2 separate regions of the Mus musculus genome follow, and region 2 is linked to region 1. Evidence: chromatin contacts called from public Hi-C data. All regions are on one chromosome and are shown on one strand. The core of a region is the stretch at or near the end of the contact, and the rest is flanking DNA. Distances in the headings are between cores, read along the strand shown. Region 1 overlaps Ube2w (ubiquitin-conjugating enzyme E2W (putative)). Region 2 holds the start of Tmem70 (transmembrane protein 70).

What was found. A called contact is a pair of places that touch in the nucleus more often than the background predicts.
Region 2: a contact with region 1 is called in a Hi-C map of granulocyte-monocyte progenitors, with 1.8 times the contacts expected there. The contact joins the promoter of Tmem70 here to the enhancer-like site in region 1. A contact is called at or near these places in 10 of 39 promoter capture datasets (the C10 cell line, the HPC-7 cell line, cranial neural crest and 5 more), 1 of 484 Hi-C or Micro-C datasets (granulocyte-monocyte progenitors), 5 of 115 datasets of contacts at active chromatin or transcription factors (the SCID.adh cell line, bone marrow-derived macrophages and embryonic stem cells) and 3 of 9 other capture datasets (adipose tissue, liver and pancreatic islet).

Annotation. Positions count from the first base shown.
Region 1 is chr1:16,569,086-16,572,674 of GRCm38.p6, forward strand. Ube2w (ubiquitin-conjugating enzyme E2W (putative)) reads right to left here. Exons shown (of 6, transcript NM_025773.4): 6 at 1-2,197. The coding sequence ends at 2,184. Among named protein-coding and RNA genes, the nearest start is that of Ube2w, 48 kb to the right of the region's middle. Within about 2 kb of position 1,831, at least 6 of the 459 cell types and tissues checked have an H3K27ac peak or open chromatin away from gene starts, as enhancers often do. A contact at or near this core is called in bone marrow-derived macrophages and granulocyte-monocyte progenitors, where this site is marked.
Region 2 is chr1:16,663,505-16,667,093 of GRCm38.p6, forward strand. It overlaps Tmem70 (transmembrane protein 70), which reads left to right and starts at 1,687. Exons shown (of 3, transcript NM_027415.2): 1 at 1,687-2,001. The coding sequence starts at 1,804. It also overlaps the pseudogene Gm7654.

The sequences.
Region 1 (3,589 bases), core at 581-3,080:
TGGTGTGGGAGCTCCTTCGGTGAGTGACGTCACAGGCCAGGATTTTAGTAAGAGGACCACGGATAGGTAAGTGTTTCTCCCTGTGTCCCCAACCCGACAAAAGAGCTAATTAATATTTAGAGCAGTGACATAAACTTAACTTACAGCTGTGATTTCATCGTAAAAGCAGAAGAAACGTAAGAACGTAAAGATTTTTTTCATGTCAAGAAGGCCAACTAATAAAACTGATAATGGTTACTGTGGGAACTTATATACATGCAGTCAAGACAGAAGAAAACGTTTATAATCTTTAAAAAATGATGATTGCTCCCTAGTTTTATAAACAGTGTCCACAATTTGGTGGCTGGCCATGGATTTAATTTTTTTCAAGTTATTTCTACAGTAGACATATTTTTGAAGTCTACCCACCCCTGAGTTCAGCAGTTATACTTTTAGAGTGTAAAATTATATGCCCTTAATTAACAACATGTAAAAAGCTACAAAATGTCATCTACACAGAGGTTAAAAACAATTTTTAAAATATTCTTTACCAATTATCAGTTGAATGATTTTTTTATGGGTTTACATACCGTCAGACCTTTCAGCCAACTGGCTTTTATTTTTAGCCCAAATTGATTAATATATTCACTGCAGGATATTCAAAAAGACTATAACAGTAAGGCATCAGTAAAAATAACATTGTCATAGAAACAGAGCTTGCATATGTGAAAAGGTAATTTATAAAATACATTAATCACTTCTTAAAAAGACCTAGTTATATAATCATTACATGGTACATGGTATTTAGGATGGAACCTTCTCAACAATTGTTTTATAGATCAGAGAGAGAGATGATAGATAGATACCTACATACATACAGATAGATAAGAGTAGAGACAGACAGACAGGCAGACAGAAAAACTTCATCTAACTGTAGGCAAAATCTTCTCAACAAACAAAACAAGTTCTTCCAAGAAACCCTACACAATGGGTAAGTGAGACAAATAAGCAAACATTGTTTTTATAGTATCCTTTTACCAAAATCTTAAAATAAAAATGTCCACACTCTTTTGTTAAAACATTAAGCCTCTGTCAAAAATGTATTTCTTATTTTAGGGTACAGTATTGAAGGACAAGATGATACAAGTAAAGAAAATTTACAAGAAAAAAAAACTTGACAAAATTCTTTCAATTAAAGTATTATAACATTTAAACAACTGAAAACATAACAAAAGAAACAAGATTACAAACAAAAATGTTTATGGATTTTTTCCAAACATAAATAAATGAAATAGTGTTTAGGCAATAGGGCTCATGCTGATGGCTAGCAGGAAGTAACAGAGTATAATATACTTGGAAAAATAATAACAGGCCCAAATGATGGATGGCAGTAATTTAATCATCACTGCCATTTTTTCTTTTACTTCCAAACAACACCTTGGTTAACCATCCACACTCTATTATTCACACCTTCACTTCAGAGACTGAGGAGTATATACAACAAATGAATTTATTTTCACCATAGGGATAACATATTGTACCTCTCTGCCAATGTTCCTCGAAAACTTTCCATGTCAAAACAATTTGACAGCAGATATAAACAATTAAATAAATATGCAATGATCTTTCTTTCGGTCCTTTAAAGATGCATGTAATTTCATGCTGTTGGCCTTAGGATCACAGTGCATAGAATCCAAATATAAACAATTGGGGTGGCTTTCAATGTAATGTTGGATCCCTCACTTTCCTTATAATCCCACAACAACTGATAAATTCATTTCATAGGCCCTATCATGCATTAATCACCAAGTGGCAGGAGTTAAGAAAACTCTTCCTTTTACAACGTCCATTGCCGGCAATGAACGTCCCCAAACCACTGAGGAAGTCACTGTTATTGCACAATACACGAGGACCTGGAACTTTTCCAAAAGCTTAAAAAAATAAAAATAAAAAATGGAATTATAGTTGACATTTCCTGACACCTGCATTAATACTGTATGACTAATAAAAGCATGTCGGTTGACTGGACTGAACCAGCGATCAACATGCGCCCAGAATGCACACGAGTAAAAATGCAGTAAAAGGAAGTAGTCTTCATTGCCTATAGGTCACTTCCAGTCAAAGGTTAAAGTTCAAAGACTGAATGATCAAAGTGCTCATTTCTCAGTAGGACTATCTTCTGCTACAGGAGGAGGGCAGCGGCATCAACAAGTGTCATCTTTAAGGAAAGGAGAAAAAGAGAATTAGAAACGGAAGCACGTGTAAGTTCATCTACAAGCTCATCACATGGAGAAATAATGCCAAGTAGCAAGAACGTGGCCAGCCTGACTTGCCGTTCTCAGTCTTACAGATGAAAATTTGTGTTCAGTTATATAATATAAGCAAACCAACCTTTACTCTTTCAAGGAAATGAGAGCTTGCACAAACTTAAATTAATATATGATTAGTATATCAGTTCAATTTGAAACAAGAAATTGATATGCACATATTCAGACACATCTGAAGAGAATTTTTCTATCAGCAATTCTTAAGCAGTCATGACATTTTACATTAAATAAAATACACCTTTAGTCTATAAGGTAACTCTCCTTCAATAGTAAGATACAACTTTCAAATCAATCAATAGGCACTTAATGTTAATGTCCCTTCAGAAAACTAATTCTCAAAAAGTATTCACAATATTCAGAAATATTCATATGCAAGGTCATTTAAAACCCTCAATACCTACAATACCTCCTGGCAGCCTCCACATAATAGACAGTATATAACTGTAGTGTCTATCACTTATTTTAGAAAACTAATTTGGCAAAAAAATGCACATGAGGAATTGAGGACTGTTACTTTTCAGAAAGAAGCCTGGGACCAGCAGTAACTGCCAAGAGCTATGCAGCTTTATAAAGGAAGAGCTCAGGAAACACTAGCCACAGTTTTTACAATAATTCCACATAAAGGCTGATAAATTAGTGCTAACGGAATTTCCACCAATAAAGACTAAGTTAATTCTGTCATGCTAGGGGAATTCATGGATTATAATATACATGGTAAATAAACTATATTTTAAAAATAAATCAGAGCTGGCGAGATGGCTCAGCAGGTAAGAACACTGACTGTTCTTCTGAAGGCCCTAAGTTCAAATCCCAGCAACCACATGGTGGCTCACAATCACCCGTAATAAGATCTGACACCCTCTTCTGAATGCTGGTGTGTCTGAAGACAGCTACAATGTACTTTTGTATAGTAAGTAAATCTTTGGGCTGGAGTGAGCGGGGCCGACCGGAGCGAGCAGAGGTCCTAAAAATTCAATTCCCAACAACCACATGAAGGCTCACAACCATCTGAACAGCTATAGTGTACATAAAATACATAAAATAAAAATAAATAAATCAATAAATAAAAAGAATTAGTCATAGGTTGGTGATAAACCTCAGTGGCACAGTATTTTCCTAATCCTGGGCATAGTTTAAATCATTTAAAAAAAAAAACAAAAACATGCAGGCTCAATCCCCAGCATCAACAATAAGCACCAAGAGCCCAGGAGATGTTGAATGTGCAGCCAACCTGGGCCAAACACCCTCTATCAAAACAAGACAAACGGGCTGGAGAAATGGCT
Region 2 (3,589 bases), core at 437-2,936, 94 kb after region 1:
GGTGGATGTAATAATCCTTTGTTGATGGATTCATTCAGGTGACAGTTTTTCTTGGTGTCAGCTCCAATTTTATTGCCATTTTCATCAATAAGAATACACATCTTTGCTACAAAGTAAACTGATTTTTCATCAAGATGGTTGGTATTTATTTCAGGCATTATGACCTGAATGTCTGACCTGACCTAGAACACAGAGATTCCAGTTAGAGGTAGTCTCGTGTATTTTTAGATGCATGTCCTATTACACATTTGCACCATGAGTTCCCAAATTTATGCCGTTACAGTGCTCCCTCTACTCCTGTCTAAGTCCTGTGCAATAGGCACTAAGTATCATCTGCCTTTGGGAGAAAGGTATAGTGTTGATTCAAAAAACTCTCACCTCAATGGAGAGAAAAGAGAACTTATTCTAGAACCAAATGAGTGATCATGGCTTGGAAACACAGATTTATGTCACCCCCTGTCCCCATGTTCCATGTTTCAACATGGAAGTAGTTTCATGAAGCTTTTTTATAGTAACAGAACAAAGAAAATCATCAGTCAAGACAGGTTTCTACATTAGTGGGATGGTTAGGTACGTTTTTTAAAAGTGGGGAAACCTGTTTTAGGCTTCAGGTGCTATTTGACAGTACTCGGAAAACTAATACCCTGTGCATTCCAAATGAAAGCTTGAACTCGGTGTGTTCCAGCTGAAGGTCGTGAAGATGTTAGGTACACAGGAGGACAATACATTAAGGCTACTAAGAGATCTGCAAATGGCCCATGATAAATTGGCTCTGGATTTGCAACACTGTAGATTCTTCTATGTCAGTCCGTGCTAGGCAAGATACACTCCCCACCTTGGACATGATGGGGGCTTTGTTTGTTTGTTCCTTTGGTTTTTGTTTTTGTTTTTTTGTTTTTTTTCGAGACAGGGTTTCTCTGTATAGCCCTGGCTGTCCTGGAACTCACTCTGTAGACCAGGCTGGCCTCGAACTCAGAAATCCGCCTGCCTCTGCCTCCCGAGTGCTGGGATTAAAGGCGTACGCCACCACACCCAGCTCGGATACGACGTTTTTAATGGGGAAAAAAAAAAATCTGTCAACAAAATCGAAAATTATGTGAAAAAATTCCATTTTCTCCTATCTCAGTGGTGGAATTAAGTTAAATCATTAAATCTTTTTTTTTTTTTTTTTCCCCCGAGACAGGGTTTTTCTGTGTAGCCCTGGCTGTCCTGGAACTCACTCTGTAGACCAGGCTGGCCTCGAACTCAGAAATGCGCCTGTCTCTGTCTCCCAAGTGCTGGGACTAAATCATTCATTCATTTTGTTAATATCATATCATAGCATACAAAGTATTTAAACATTATAACATTAAGTACCTTAAACTACATTCCTTTTGGGCTGATATGCTACAATTACTTCTGCGAAGCTAAATCATTTTCCCAAACCAGTTTTAGGACCTATAAAGTGACTTTCATGAGAACGAAGTATTTAACTAGGCTTCTGGTCACTGTCTTTTTCACATGCCTACACACTCTGTCCTTGCACACGGTCAAAAGCCGACCAAATACTAGGAATTCGGTTGAAGCCCATCATCTTAAGCAGGGAGTTGGGGTTTTGGGTCATTTGCTGCCTGGAACCCACCAGGTGGAGAAGGTTGCAGGCCGGCCGCATTTTCTGCGCACGCGCGCGCACCAATCCGGCCGCGTGTTCCGTTTAAGGGGCGGAGCCTCATCGCTCTTGTGGGGGCCACTGTCGAGCGGAGTCGCTTTTGGGTGTCCTTGGCCGCAGCTGGAAACTGACGGCCACCTTCTCCAACTCGCAGCATGCTGTTGGGGTTGGGCGGCCGGTGGGCAGCGGGCCTATGGCCGGGCCGGACGAGGACGACGTGGTGTGTGGCCGCCGCGCTCCGAGGTTCCGGGATCGCTTTCTGGCGTGCGGCCTCGCTAGCCGAGCCAGAGCGGCTCCGGAGCGGCGGGCATCTAGCGCTAGCCGAGTCTTGCGGGCCACCCGGGCGAGCGCAGGTCGGCTGTTCGTAGGCTGTGGTGGTGGGGAGCGGGCGCAGCATGGGGTCTGGGAACTCCAGTGCTGAGGGGACACTCCCGGTGCGGGCCTGGGAGGAGCAGGCCTCGACCTCGGGGTCCGCAGCTGCTGTCAATCCAGGGATTGATTCTCCTTTCGAAGGCTATTAAAGCACCACAAATGGTTCTTTTTGTTGTTTTTCAGAGACAGGATGTCCCAGTTTTGTAGACTCACCTGTCCTGAATTCGCTATATAGACCCGGTTGTCCTCGAAATCAGAGACTCGCCTACCTATTGACTTCCCATTCTAGGATTAAAGATTTGCTCTGCTGCGCAGGGACTTATTTCTTACTCTAGAGCTAAAGGTCAGAAGGGCGCTAAGTGCTAAGAAATTGATGCAGCACGTGGAGCTAGCCTCCTAAGTTGTGTTACTTGTCCGTTTTTAGGAATTTCTTTGATTACGGAGTGAAAGGTGGGGTGTGGATGTTATTGAACAAAGTACGTAGTATGTTAAACTATACTATAAAATGTAAGAATTTTGTGGGTTTTCGAGACAGGGTTTCTCATGTGTAGTCTTGGCTAACCTGGGACTTGCTCTGTAGACCAAGCTGGCCTTGAACTCAGATATCCCCTGCCACTGCCTCCAGAGTGCTGGGATTAAAGGTGTAGCTCGGCAAGAATTTTATGTATATTAAGCTACATTGTAATATATAAGAATTTTAAAAACTTTTAAGAAATGCTGAAAGTGGTAATTGAATTATTTGTTGTTAGTTGCTTGTGGGTGGGTTTCCCTGTGTAGCCCTGGCTGATCTGTTGACCAGGCTGGTGCTGGCTTCAAACTCACAGATAAAAGGTGTGTGCTATAGCCAAGGGTCTCGAGATATTGGACTCTTAACTGAATTTCAACACAAATTAGGCATACTTTTTACATTTTTAAATGTGAGCAATGTGAAATTCATTTTTAGATGCTCATTTATACATACTTGGGAAACTCCTGTTTCATATAGCTTTCAAGCAGTTTTTCAAGCAAGCTTTCTTGCTAAGAGATAGAAGGCCCAGGGTATGGTAGTGGCACAGACTTAAAGTCCCAGTGTTAGCTCTGGAGGCTCAGACAGAGGATCAGCATGAGCTTCATGGTCAGTTGGAGGCCAACATGGACCACATTGATGACTGGACTTGATCTTCAAAACAAAATGGGGTACAAGGTATATGCAAGGCTTTCAGGGAGACAGCCTTAAAAATGCTAGTTATTCATGTAACTAGTTCCTAAGTACTAACCACAGGGGTGGTAGGAGAAGCCTAGTCTGTGGAGGCTTTTGTCTTCAGGATGGGAGTTTGATCTCTGGACATGCCTGTGCATACGAACCCACCAAACAAAACAAAGCAAAACAAACCCCTCAATTTACAGTATTTTGCTAAGATTGTTTTTTGTTGTTTTTTGACTGGACTTGAACTCAGAGATTTACGTGCCTCTGCCTCCTGAATGTTGGGCTCAAAGACATGTACAGTCATGCCCTCTGTATTTTCTTAGATTATTACATTAAAGCAAATTTAAACAAATGTTTTTGCCTATGTAGTATCTGTGTACATA